Regions from separate parts of the Hordeum vulgare genome. Here all the other regions are linked to region 3. Evidence: chromatin contacts called from public Hi-C data. All regions are on one chromosome and are shown on one strand. The core of a region is the stretch at or near the end of the contact, and the rest is flanking DNA. Distances in the headings are between cores, read along the strand shown.

Evidence for each region. A called contact is a pair of places that touch in the nucleus more often than the background predicts.
Region 1: a Hi-C map of seedling shows a contact between it and region 3, with 6 times the contacts expected there. The contact joins the promoter of LOC123426340 here to the promoter of LOC123426339 in region 3. A contact is called at or near these places in 1 of 6 Hi-C or Micro-C datasets (seedling) and 1 of 1 datasets of contacts at active chromatin or transcription factors (embryo).
Region 2: a contact with region 3 is called in a Hi-C map of seedling, with 4 times the contacts expected there. The contact joins the promoter of LOC123426335 here to the promoter of LOC123426339 in region 3. A contact is called at or near these places in 3 of 6 Hi-C or Micro-C datasets (leaf and seedling).

What each region holds. Positions count from the first base shown.
Region 1 is chr2H:377,049,185-377,053,384 of MorexV3_pseudomolecules_assembly, reverse strand. LOC123426340 reads left to right here and starts at 1,954. Exons shown (of 3, transcript XM_045110150.1): 1 at 1,954-2,122; 2 at 2,220-2,260; 3 at 3,307-3,654. The coding sequence starts at 2,050. The coding sequence ends at 3,426.
Region 2 is chr2H:376,259,089-376,263,627 of MorexV3_pseudomolecules_assembly, reverse strand. It overlaps LOC123426335 (glutamyl-tRNA(Gln) amidotransferase subunit B, chloroplastic/mitochondrial), which reads right to left and starts at 2,871. Exons shown (of 10, transcript XR_006622168.1): 1 at 2,752-2,871; 2 at 1,246-1,930; 3 at 425-634. It overlaps LOC123426334 (nuclear receptor coactivator 6-like), which reads right to left. Exons shown (of 5, transcript XM_045110143.1): 5 at 3,573-4,374. The coding sequence ends at 4,345.
Region 3 is chr2H:376,721,155-376,725,166 of MorexV3_pseudomolecules_assembly, reverse strand. It overlaps LOC123426339 (suppressor of RPS4-RLD 1), which reads left to right and starts at 2,739. Exons shown (of 23, transcript XM_045110149.1): 1 at 2,739-2,935; 2 at 3,052-3,161; 3 at 3,879-4,012. The coding sequence starts at 2,820.

The sequences.
Region 1 (4,200 bases), core at 705-3,204, 330 kb before region 3:
TGTCTGGTGGCCGACGGGTGACGAATAGAGCCGTCGATGGGCGTTGAATCCACCCGTCCGATGCAGAGGAGTGAATATAGGTTTGGTAGCACGTCGGTTTGTCCTCTGAGTTGCTTGAGGCGGCCATCGTCTCCACTGCCAGCGGTATGGAATGGCCTCTCGGCGGTTGTTTGGTCTGGCTCCTGGCTCTCAATGGCCTGTGTGTGGATTATGGGGATGATGTTGGGCTGGGATAAATCAGATGCCGTCGCAGACGACGGCGACGCGTGTGGTCGCCGTGACCTTCTTGAAGGCGTCGTCTAGGCCCTTATCCTCCTCCTCCCGTGCAACGGGGAAACCCCAGATCCAGCAAGCTGGTTTAGGCAGTGGCGGCGTTATGGGGTCGTTACCTTCTTGGAGGCACTGTTCTGGTTGCTCATAGAGTCCCACTACAGTGCTTGGTGCTACAGTTGGCCTCCACTTAGAGCGTGGGCCCCTATGACGCAATGTACGCTGATACGACGTCTCTTCGACTACGCTTTCCTCAAGCCCAGTCGGGTCATGTTGTCCACTCGCCACTCTCTTTTCGGCGACATGGGTGGGCTGTACGTTGGCACACGCTTCCTGGGTTTGGTTTGCGCTTTGAGTTGTTTGCTTCGGTGGTGAAGCGGTCTTATGGTTGTGTGTCCTCACCTCTCGCCATCTTGGCAGGGTTTAGGCAAGGCGTGCCTTTGTTGTTGTGCGTGTGGTTGTGCGTTGTAAGCCGGTTGACAACTCTTGTATGGTTTTTGGTCCGTTTTTTTATGAAGTGGATAAATCCTTCTTCTGCTCAATGAATTTAGCAGCAGTTGACATTCGAAAAAATGTATTTCTAGACCCGTTACTCATCTTACCTACTAATAAAGTAAATAGTGCTTCTTCCGTACGTCATTCAAATTGTCCTTTAAGTTGACTAAAATTACCCACCAATGCCACCTATAAGTTATAAAAAACGTTTCAAACAGGAAAATCACCAGACTGGGACGGCCCATGTAGGCACCTCCTATATTACGCTCTGGGCGTTGGAAAAAGATGCAGCACATTTGTTTGGGCCGACCCATACGTGGGCGCTTGTTTTTTAGTTTAGTTTTTTTATTTTTCTTTTCAGTTTCATTTTGTTTTTGTACTTTAAATAATTTAGAACTTCAAACAACTTTTCTCAAATTTAAGAAACTGAGAATTTCGAAATAAAATATTCAAAAAAACATATTTCTTTGAGAATTCAAAAACTACTTAGGAGTTTTCAAAAATGTTTGCATATAAAAAATGTTTAAACTTTGAGAAAATGTCCATAAAATAAAAAAGTCAATGATTTTAAACAAAAGTGCGTGTAAAAATCTTAAAAACAGTGTGTGCCTCTGTTTTTAGTCTCATTTTTTATTTTCATTTTTCTGTTCCATTTTTTTGTTTAAATAATTTAGAACTTTGAAAAACTTTTCAATTTACAAAACTAGGAATTTTGAAATAAAAGTTTGAAGAAAATATAAAATGTTTGTGAATTCAAAAAATGCTCAGGATTTTTGTAAAAATATTCGCATATTCAGAAAAATGTTCATAATTTTGAGAACAATGTTGGTGAAAACAATAAAAGTCCATGATTTTGAAAAAAAGTTTGTGTGTTATTTTTTGAGTGCAATTGAAAAAAATGTTTGCTAATTCAAAAAATGTTCATGCATCTTAAGAAATGTCCTAAAATTTTAAAAACATAATATGATTAGCATCATTAGAGATTATAATTGTTTTTCTCTCGTTGCAACGCTCGAGTTCTTTTGCTGCTAGTTGTGAAAGATGGTTCTAGACCTCGGAACCAGCAGCTAACGGACGGACCAGATACGCCCTCCTTGAGCAGGGGTCCACACGGACACTGGCACGCGCAAGTTGCCCGCGATTGATTGACGCCAACGTCGTCCTCTGCCTCCACCTCCACCTCCACGTCTATTAAACGCAGCCGCCTCCTGCTTCTCGCCTTCCCCACCAAATTTCCGCCGAACCAGAAAAGTATCGTCTCGTCTCGCCGAGGAATCAACAGCCATGGGCGGCGGCAACGCTCAGAAGTCCAAGATGGCGAGGGAGAGGAACCTCGAGAAGCTGAAGGGCGGCAAGGGTAACGGAGCTAATTCCCCCCTTTTCTCTTGGTCGTCAGATCTTGTTGGTCTCCTTGATCTGATCCTGTCGGTGTTTTCTCTTCTGATCCTTTGCAGGGAGCCAGCTCGAGGCCAACAAGAAGGCCATGAACATCCAGGTGCGCCGATTAATCCCGCCTATCCAATCAATCGAATCGATCTAACCTTCTCTAGCGATTGGGAATTATTTTTCCGCCGACGAGACTGTTATCTGTGGAATTTGTTGAAATTACGCCTTTAACGGGGACGGGATGCGTGCCCCTTCAGTTCGAACGACGATTGGTAGCTTATTTCTTGATAGGACTCTGGTCAGATGGTATTTTTGGCGGCGATTATCGGTATGATTTGGAGTTGTACTTATTTGTTAACTGCGCCTAGAGAAACGAAGGGAATCGTGTACTTTTGACTGCCCTGCCAGGACTATGGTTAGCGTATCGACATACTAGTATGCTGGATTGCAAATTAGTTGTACAAAATTCCTTCTTCGGGCATAGATCTGGAGTATTCACATCGCATATCGTGCGTATTAAGAGACACATGTGGTTTCTATGAGATATAGCCTGACAGCTTTAAGAGTGTGGCATGATGTACCATGTCTGAACCAGCTTTGGGCTGCTACCAACGAAGGCTATACGTGTGTCTGAAAACTACGAGTAGTTCTGGATGGTAGTACTACTTAAGTCACAAGGGGGGTAGCTGGAGGACTCATGTTATGTTAGTGTATAATCTCACTGGATGCACCCATTGTTTGCTTACCAACTTGATGGACTGAGCTTGTTAGCTACATCAGCCCTTGTTATAATGAAAATTGTCCATTGCAGTGTACAATTAGTCTTGACAAATTATCTTGGCAGTTATGTTGCCTGCGAGTTCATCTTCTTGTCTGCAAATTGATGTGCACCATATTGGATAGCTGAAACAGTTCAGTGGCTTTGCCTTGCATATCATATCAGTCTAGTGAATACTCTATGTTATAAGTACATAGAGATTGATGTGCACCATATTGGATAGCTGAAACAGTTCAGTGGCCTTGCCTTGCACATCATATCAGTCTAGTGAATACTCTATGTTATAAGTCCATAGAGATCGTGTAATCTTCAGCATTGCTGCCAAGAAACATTATTTGGTAATTGGCCGGTCATCTGATCAATGCTTCTCAATGCAGTGCAAGATATGCATGCAGACTTTCATCTGCACCACCTCTGAAGCAAAGTGCAAGGAGCACGCCGAGGCGAAGCATCCGAAGAGCGACCTTGTCCAGTGCTTCCCCCACCTCAAGCAGTGATATCTGCCAAATCAGACGGAGAGGGAGAGATAAAAGAGAGAGAAGCTGTCTTAATCCACCTAGTATTATCATGTTCCGCAATGACTGGTTGTTGACCTAAGCTTGGGTCTGAACTCTGGTGTGCTGCTGTCCCAGCTGCTTTGGTTGTGTGCCCATTACTATGTAATCGTCCACTATCAGCCTGTTGTGCTACAATATCTTAATCCTCTGTGGATTTGGTTTCGTTTAGTCGGTATATTCATCTTTTTGATATGTTTCGCGCTTCCGATGGCCCTGATGCTAGCTCGGACTTGCGAGTAAGAGCATGGTTTACAGCCAAGTTGCATCAAACATGAGCAGTTTTAACTTCGAGTAAGGGAATGGTTTATACAGCCAAAAATTGGCTAGGTAATGTTTTGACAAGCAGAAAATTGACAGTACCAAAGGTTGCCAAAAATCAGCAACTTTTCTAGAGGTGGATATGGTGAGTAAAATGTACAGTTGATATATAAACTTGCATGAGATGTGTAGCCACACAAATGAGCAGCCGAAATGTGTAGTTCATGCACACTGTTTAGAGCAGGGAACGAGACACAAGACGCATCCATGTAAAAGTGAACGGCTGTCCTTAAACTGCCTTTATCAGGAAAAGCAAAAGCAGTGATTAATAGAATTAATTAAATCCTAACACACACAAACTAAACTAGGCGATTGCTTTTAGAGTAAAATGCATTTTTTATGCCAACTCTGACAAGTTCAGCGACCGTATTTTAACAGACCAAATATTCACCCAAA
Region 2 (4,539 bases), core at 1,622-4,121, 460 kb after region 3:
TTTCATCTAGGGTAAATTCAACCAACGACAAGACAGGATGTTTTGAAGGCAAAGAAAAATAACTCAGGATAATAAGGGAAAATATCTACAATTTTTACAAGCATACGTGATTTTTTTTCCTGTACAAAGAAACGAACCTCTAAAAAATTGAGGTATTTCATGCACTCACCAAATGGCTAACCAAAAAACTTCTCATTCTCCCTATATAACATAAAATGTCAGTTTTATAGAAAATCGTAAAGGGATTTTATTGTTTAAACTGATAACTTTGCAAGAAATCTAGGCTTTAATAGCCTAGCATGTGCTCCGGACATAAGTGTATTGACGAATCATCAGATTATAACACTGATGGAAATGTTGTCGGCATGGAATATATTAATACAGAATAAAAACAGTTGGGTAAGTCTTAAGTTTTGATGGTTACCTTTGTACCGAATTCTGATTGTCCAATAGGCCGGACAGATACATTCACATCACAGCGGAGGGAACCTTCCTGCATGTTGCCATTGCCCACTCCCAGGTATCTAACAACCCTTTGTATCTCAGCACCATACTCAGCAGCCTCTATGCCTGTCCTCATATCTGGCTCTGAGACAATCTCTAGCAAAGGGACGCCGGCTCTATTTAGGTCAACCTAGCCAACCAGAATAGCAACCACTTTAATCACTTTAAATTTGTAGCTATCAGTACAACGAGCCAGTACATAATTGTTTGATGCTGAATTTGCTCTATTTTATTACTTCTTTCTATCTATGATTTTCTGTCAAGTGCTAGTGCACAAGCACATGGTCTCGTGATGCTTTCACATAACCACATATGTAATGACACCTTGTTGCAGATTGCCGAAACCTCATGTTCTTGTATCAGATTTGAGAAGGCCTCTTTGCTTGGATGAAAGGCAAGATCTAAACAGTGATCTGACATCAAGTGCAGTTAAGCTGCTCTTGCCCCATGATGTGTAGGATTTGAATTTCTGTTGTATATGAGATTGGTACTTACCTTCTGTATGACAGAAAGTATAGTTTCCTCTTATTGTATGCCCCCTCTAGCATCAAATGTGTAAGAAACACAATTCTCTGTATTACTTGATCTTTAGCATTTATGAATGCAGCGGTTTAGAAATTGTACCGTTGCACTGTGCTGATTGTCAACTTTTCCATGATTCCAGGGCCATATCATGGAGCATCGAAGAATAGAATATAACAGAAAACAGGTAGTACATAGTTAGGAAATAACAAGGGAAACCTGAGAAAAACTCCCTGATTCAGAGTGAAGCAGCTTGCCAGCATCTTCTTCCATGTGAACCCGCGTGACCCCAAATCGCCTGTGACCACCACCAAACTCCATTGGAATATCCAAATCAAGGTAACCCTTCTCAGCAATCGGAATGTCAAACTGCGAAATCTGGTATCCCTTGGGAAGGTCTGGATAGAAGTACTGCTTTCGATCAAACTTGGATGTCATGGAAATCTCACAGTTGAGAGCGAGGCCTAGCTTGACAGCACATTCAACAACCTTTGCGTTCAGAACCGGCAATGTCCCGGGGTGGCCCATGCAGGTGGGGCAAACAGTGCTGTTTGGCTGGGATCCATAGTCGTATGGGCAGGAGCAAAACGCCTTTGTGATGGTCGAGAGCTGGACATGGGTCTCAATGCCGATCACCGCTTCAAAACCTTGTGTCTTGTGCTCCGCTGCCTCCTTGGTGGCTTGTTGAATTGATTTGCGCACTGATTTGGGCTCACTGGTCTGCACACTCTCCACCCTAGTTGTGAAGTGGGCTAGCGGATGACGTCGAGTGGTACAGAACAGGCCTGCATTTGCTCCAAATAAGGTTTGCGTTCTGATCCCTCGTAAGAGCGTTAGAGCCATTGTGGGCAATGTGCGTTTCGTCTATTGCAATTCACAATCTACTGGGTGGGCAACAAACAGCCTGCAAGATGAAAGAGAACAAAGAAAAACTTGAATACAGACAGATTTCAGGATAACATGAGAAACCAATTCACAATTTAGCTGGCATTGTTTTCGCTGCGTTTAGGTGGCTACACAAATGATAAATCGGCCCAATCCTCCCATGGCGATTCTCACCAAAGATGAATCAAGTTACACTTGCTCTCCAGATGAGTCAGAATAATCAATCCTACTGTTTCTGGAATGCTGGTAACCCTGAAATTAGTACCAGACTTGATTGCTGGAATGCTGGTAACTCTGAAATTAGTACCAGACTTGATTGCTGGGGTGCTGGTAACTCTGAAATTAATCTATGAACTTTTTACCAAAGACAAAACCACCATAAAGTCAGACATACTCAACCTAGTACGAATGCAGTATTGTCGCAACATTTGCTGAGTACTCCCTCCGTTCCTAAATATAAGACATTTTAGAGATTGTACTATAAACTACATACGGATGTACATAGACATATTTTAGAGTATAGATTCACTCATTTTGCTCCGTATGTAGTCTCCTAGTGAAATACCTAAAAGGTCTTATATTTTGGAACGGAGGGAGTAGTACTCACGAAATTAGCTATTACTCCCTCTGTAAACAAATATAAGAGCGTTTAGATCACTACTAGTACGAAGTTTCTTGAATAAAAAACTACGTCAGTAACCAATGAGCCATTGCGAAGTTGGCATACGAGTGAATCCTTTGTTAGGGGAGGGGAAGGAGTGGGCTGAGGGGAGGGGAAGGAGTGGGCTGAGGGGAGGGGAAGGAATGGGCTGAGGGGAGGTGAGGGGACGGGAGCTGCACCTCGGCAGCAGCGACAGCGAGGAGGTCCGCCGGTAGACAGAGATCGACGGCGAGGAGGTGCAGAGCAAGGCGCGCCAGCGGAAGGGAGAAAGGAGAGGCAGTGGAGAGGGCTTGTTAGGATGATTTTCATTCCCAGACTAATCATCAATCACCAGGGGAGAGCTGGGCCCCGGGAAAACGGGGGCCATGGCCTCGGACTTAGATCACATTGGCCCACTCATTTCTCTCTCCCTGCTCAGCCCAACTCAGCCCAGTGAGAGAGAGAAGCTGAGACCACAGATCCCTGGCTGCCTCGCTCTAGGCTCCTCAAAAGAAAAAACTGCCAAAGACTTGTTCTTTCTCAAAAACAAAACTGGCAAAGACTCCAAATATGGTTGACATGAAAGGGCAAAGGATACGTGGCAAAGAAACTGGAGACGTCCGGAGCTTTTGAAACCTTTTTTCTGCAGAGTACTACCTGGTTTATTAGTCCCATCTTACTTAGGATCATATTTTGACCATGATTTTAACTAACAAAATATATGTTATACATAGCAGAAGTAATATCATTCAAATATGAATCAACGATATAATTTTTTTTGACATGCAGTGACATTTTATTAGTTAAGTTTATGATCAAAATTTGACACAAAATACAAAGGGGGCCAATAAACTAGGACGAAGCGTATTATGCTCTACAGACTTTTGAAACGGTTAGGGAACAATATTATTGCCCTTTAAAAACAAGTATATTGGGATGGAAAATTAAAACGATTAGTTGCTAATATAAAAGGCTCACCAACTTTGGTGGAAATCATCACATCTCCCAAGGTTCAATCAGATAGTCCATTATCCTCTTCTTATATTTGAAAGCACGGCTCAATCCAACATATAGATTAACTTCAGGTTACACCCCACGCAGACCAATAAATTCAAATGAGCTATTTTTCCTATATCTATCTAAATAAAGGCTTGATGCTGCAAAACCTTTGCAGGCTAATTTTCTCCAAGTGAATTCGACCAGATCCCATGGCTTGAGCTCCTGAGGAAATAACATGACCCCAAAACACTTCTCATTGCTCCTCCACCAGTTCCTTTTGTACTTGATCTTCACAACTAAATGTAGACTATCAGCAGCAAGGACATATAAGATCATCTGATGAAAGTAAGCATGACGTCTTGGTCCACGCTTAAGTACTGCACTACAAAGATACAAGACTGGATGTTCTAAAGTACACATAACAAGCAGACGCTGCTCAATAGCACCAGCAGCATGTTCATGAAACCAGTGCAAGAAAAAATACATCATCCTGCTATCAGGCCTATCACTTACACAGTGTTGGGTGGAAAGGGAAAGAAATATCAACAAAGTGCTTTACAACGAACAGAACAGGACTAGGCAGCAACTTAACCGAATATGAAACTGATGTTTAAACACATGATTCTAATACAGTCGTTCCCTCAGTACTTACAAGAATACCTTCTTGTAAAGGACTTTCTCATGCAAATAGATGTTCCAAGAGAACAATACACGGCTTGCCGCCTGAATCAGTATTCTTCACAACTTCTACAACTGCAAAGGAAGTCTCTTCTGATTGGCCCAGTCTAATGCAGCTATAACTTCACATACTTGTCAACATAACCCTGAAGAAATGAAATAAATCGATTGGTACATGCATATCCAAACATAATTATGCTGAACACAAGTAAAGAGTGTGTGAAACTCTATATATGTAGAACTTCAGAATTTATGTGCACCCATGCATAGCTGTTCTTCCAATTTGTTCACTTTTTTCTCAGAGAAAGGTA
Region 3 (4,012 bases), core at 1,490-3,989:
CCGCGGCCTTGGAGCCTTGCGTTGGTGTTCCCTTGAAGAGGAAAGGGCGATGTAGCACAACGGCGGTAAGTATTTCCCTCAGTTTTGAGAACCAAGGTATCAAACCAATGGAAGATCTCGTCAAGTCTGAAGTACGTACACAAACACAAAGAGCTTGCACCCAACGCTATGAAGGGGTTGTCAATCCCTTATAGATTGTTTGCAAAGTGAGAACTGAAAGCAACAAAGTAAACACAACAAAGTAAAAGTGAAAGTGGAAACGGTAGTTGTGAATAGACCCGGGGGCCGTAGTGTTCACTAGTGGCTTCTCTCATGAAAGCACGTAGACGGTGGGTGAACGAATTACTGTCGAGCAATTGATAGAACCGCGCAAAGTCGTGACGTTATCTAAGGCAGTGATTATATCTATAGGCATCACGTCCAAAACAAGTAGACCGGCACTTTCTGCATCTACTACTATTACTCCACACGTCGACCGCTATCCAGCATGCATCTAGTGTATTAAGTCCAAAAGGACAGAGTAACGCCTTAAGCAAGATGACATGATGTAGATGGACAATCTCATATCTACGATAAAAACCCATCTTGTTACCCTTGATGGCAACAACACGATGCGTGCCTTGTTGCCCTTTTTGTCACTTGGAAAGGTCACCACACGGTATGAACCCAAAACCAAGCACTTCTCCCATTGCAAGAATCATAGATCTAGTTGGCCAAACAAAACCCAAGACTCGGAGAGACTTACAAGGATATCAAATCATGCATATAAGAAATCAGCAAAGACTCAAATATAATTCATAGATAATCTGATCACAAATCCACAATTCATCGGATCTCGACAAACACACCGCCAAAGAAGATTACATCGGATAGATCTCCATGAAGATCATGGAGAACTTTGTATTGAAGATCCAAGAGAGAGAAGAAGGCATCTAGCTACTAACTACGGACCCGTAGGTTTGAAGTAGACTACTCATGAGTCATTGGAGAGGCGATGATGTTGATGTGGAAGCCCTCCAACTCCAAAGTCCCCTCCGGCAGGGCACCGGGAAGGGTCTCCAGATGAGATCTCGCGGAAACGGAAGCTTGCGGCGGCGGAAAAGTGTTTTCGTGGATGTCCTGATTTTTTTTCTGGATTTTAGGGAATATATATGCGAAAGAGCTAGGGCAGGGGGGCTCCAGGGAGGCCACAAGCCTGGTAGCCGCCGCCCCCTGGTGGCGGCTACAGGGCTTGTGGGCCCCCTGTGGCTCTCCTGCCTTGGCCCTCAAGTCCCTTGATCTTTTTCCGTTCTGGAAAAATTTATTTCGGGGACCGTTTGGACTCCGTTCCAAAATCAGATCTGAAAAGAGTCAAAAACACAGAAAAAACAGGAACTGGCACTTGGCACTGAATTAATAAGTTAGTCCCGAAAAAGATATAAAAGGTACATAAAACATCCAAAGTTGACAAGATAACAACATGATACAATCAAAAATTATAGATACGTTTGAGACGTATCAGAGTCCTATCGGGATACTTTGCCATAATGCGGAAGTATTGATCTTCGATCCTTTGTCAATATCTCTTGGCGGTTTGAGAAGTACCCGTGCACGCATCAAGAGGCACCGCACTCCATGCTTGGATCAAAGCTTGATCTTCCAAGATCGTGTAGTTCTTCGATCTTTGGCTTTTCCCAGATTTTGATTGCGATTGCTCATACGCTTCCGCTTCGATCTCCGCCAAATCGTCCTCACAACCATGATCACCCACGCCGCCCTCCGTTTCATTGTAGTCGAATGCGGCGAACGGGGCTTGATCAATGTCAACGACATTGATGTCCAACAAGTTCACGAACTCGGAAGTTGGATTGTTTGAACCACCACTATATTGAACGATTAACAAGTCACATGCTATCGCAACAAATGGTGAAAACGAAAGGAAATGGCCATGACCGAAGACGCATACCTTCCGGCCATTTCGTACAACACCTCGCTTGCGGGGGGAGTGGCACTGTTGAACAGCATCACCGGGGCTTCTCTTTCCGGGATGGAGCGATAGGATGAAGGAGGCAGCTTGTTTGTAGCCGGAATCCTCTTCCTCCTGCCGCCCGCGGCCTTGGTGACCTTCTCCGTCACCGACCGAGATCGTGCAGCAGCGTTGGCACCCGGAGCACGAGCCTTCGCAGCGGGGGCTGCCGGATTTCCGCCCTGCACGACCACGTTGCACTGCCGTTTGCGGGCACGCGCGACGCTAGCTTGAGCGACGGCGGGGCCAACATGGCCGGCGGCGAGACCCGCCCGAGCGGAAGGAGCGTGCACGACCTCGACGGTGACGGGGGCAGCAAGGAGGCGTCCATGGCGGCGAGGGACGGCCGCAAAGGATGCACCGGAGCGTGCGGTGGCGAGTCAATGGTGGCGACGGGTGGGGGGAGCGGGAAAGGCCGTGCGAAAATGTCCCTTCCGTCAAATCTCGCTGCGGATAGGGGCTAAGCTCGGGTCGGCCTCCCAGCTCGTGAAACTAGAGGTCGGGGAGAAGTTTTGCCGCGCCCCGCAAAAATATTTACGGGCCGGGACGGGATGCGGGGTCTGATCGGGTAGGTTTTCCCGCCCCGACCCACACTTTGACGGTTATTTTGCGGGCACGGGCGGGATGTGGGGTGTGCTAGAGTTGCTCTAACAACCCTAACAGAAAATCCGAAAAAGAGAGGGGTCCACGCGCTAAAGTCGCGCAGAGCTCAGAGCAAGTGAGGTGGCCCCCCTCAATTCTCAAATCCTCGCCTCCACCTCTCATCCGCTCGTTCCCCCACCCTGACCTCCTCCGGCGACCGATCGCCGCCGCCATGGGCTCCGACCGCGGGGAGCTCGCGCGCCTCTGCAGCGGCCGCAACTGGTCCAAGGCCATACGCCTCCTCGACTCCATCCTCGCCCGCTCCCCCTCCTCCATCCACGACCTCTGGTACACTACTGCTTCCTCCCCTCCCCGATCCGCCCCCACGGGGTCTCTGATCTATCAGTCTAGGGTTATGAGTTTTGACTCGGCGATCCCGAATTTGTCTTTCTCCTCCCTGGCAGCAACCGGGCCTTCTGCTACTTCCAGCTCGAGCTCCACAAGCACGTCGTCAAGGACTGCGACCGCGCGCTGCAGCTCGACCCCGCGCTTCTCCAGGCCTATGTCCTCAAAGGTACGACGGGGCTCTCGCTACCCACCTATGCGTCCTCTCGTTCCTCCCCATATAGTCGTGGATTTGCCTTGCCTGATCTATGCTTGGGGATTAACTGCCACCGCTAGATGTATTTGGGTGTGGATAGCCCATCAGATTTTGTTAGTGCAACCTGAATGCTTAGGACTCACTGTTTCCTACCCCCTCGGTCCCATAATATAATATGTTATTACAACCAATATGTGAGGAGTACGTAATTTCATGATGCCCCATGAACCGAAGAGTAGAGTAGCTTTATGAGCGTGTATCTATCCATCCCATGTCTGTGTTTTGCTGTAAGTCGAAGCTTCTAGTTACGATATCAGGAAAGAAACTGTTGCTCATAGGAACAGGACCTAAATGTATTCCGACACTTGTTGGTAGAGGCGTGGTTGTCATTAATGCACAACTCATTCAAGTATAGAGTAATTACAAAATTAATGTGATGCGAGCCTTGTGCTACATATGCTACTTTCTCTTTCTGCAATTTACTTTCCTTTTTCTCCCCGCGCTTTCCCTCTTTGTACCTCTTCCCTGCCATCGTCGAAGCCTCTCAGTCCGAGGTACACCAATGATCAAAAGAACACCTGAATGAGAAAAAGCTTCCGTAGATATCGTCTCTATTTCTTTTACATATGGATACTGTTGTTTTGAGGCAAATTCACCATTAACTTTTACGTTATTATCATTTTTAATCAGGCAAGGCACTGTGCGCATTGGGAAAAAATGAGGAAGCTTTGGTTGCTTGGGAGCAAGGACATGAGATTGCTGTCCGTGACACAATTGACCTGAAACAGTTGCTGGAATTGGAAGAATTAGTTTCTTCTGTTAAA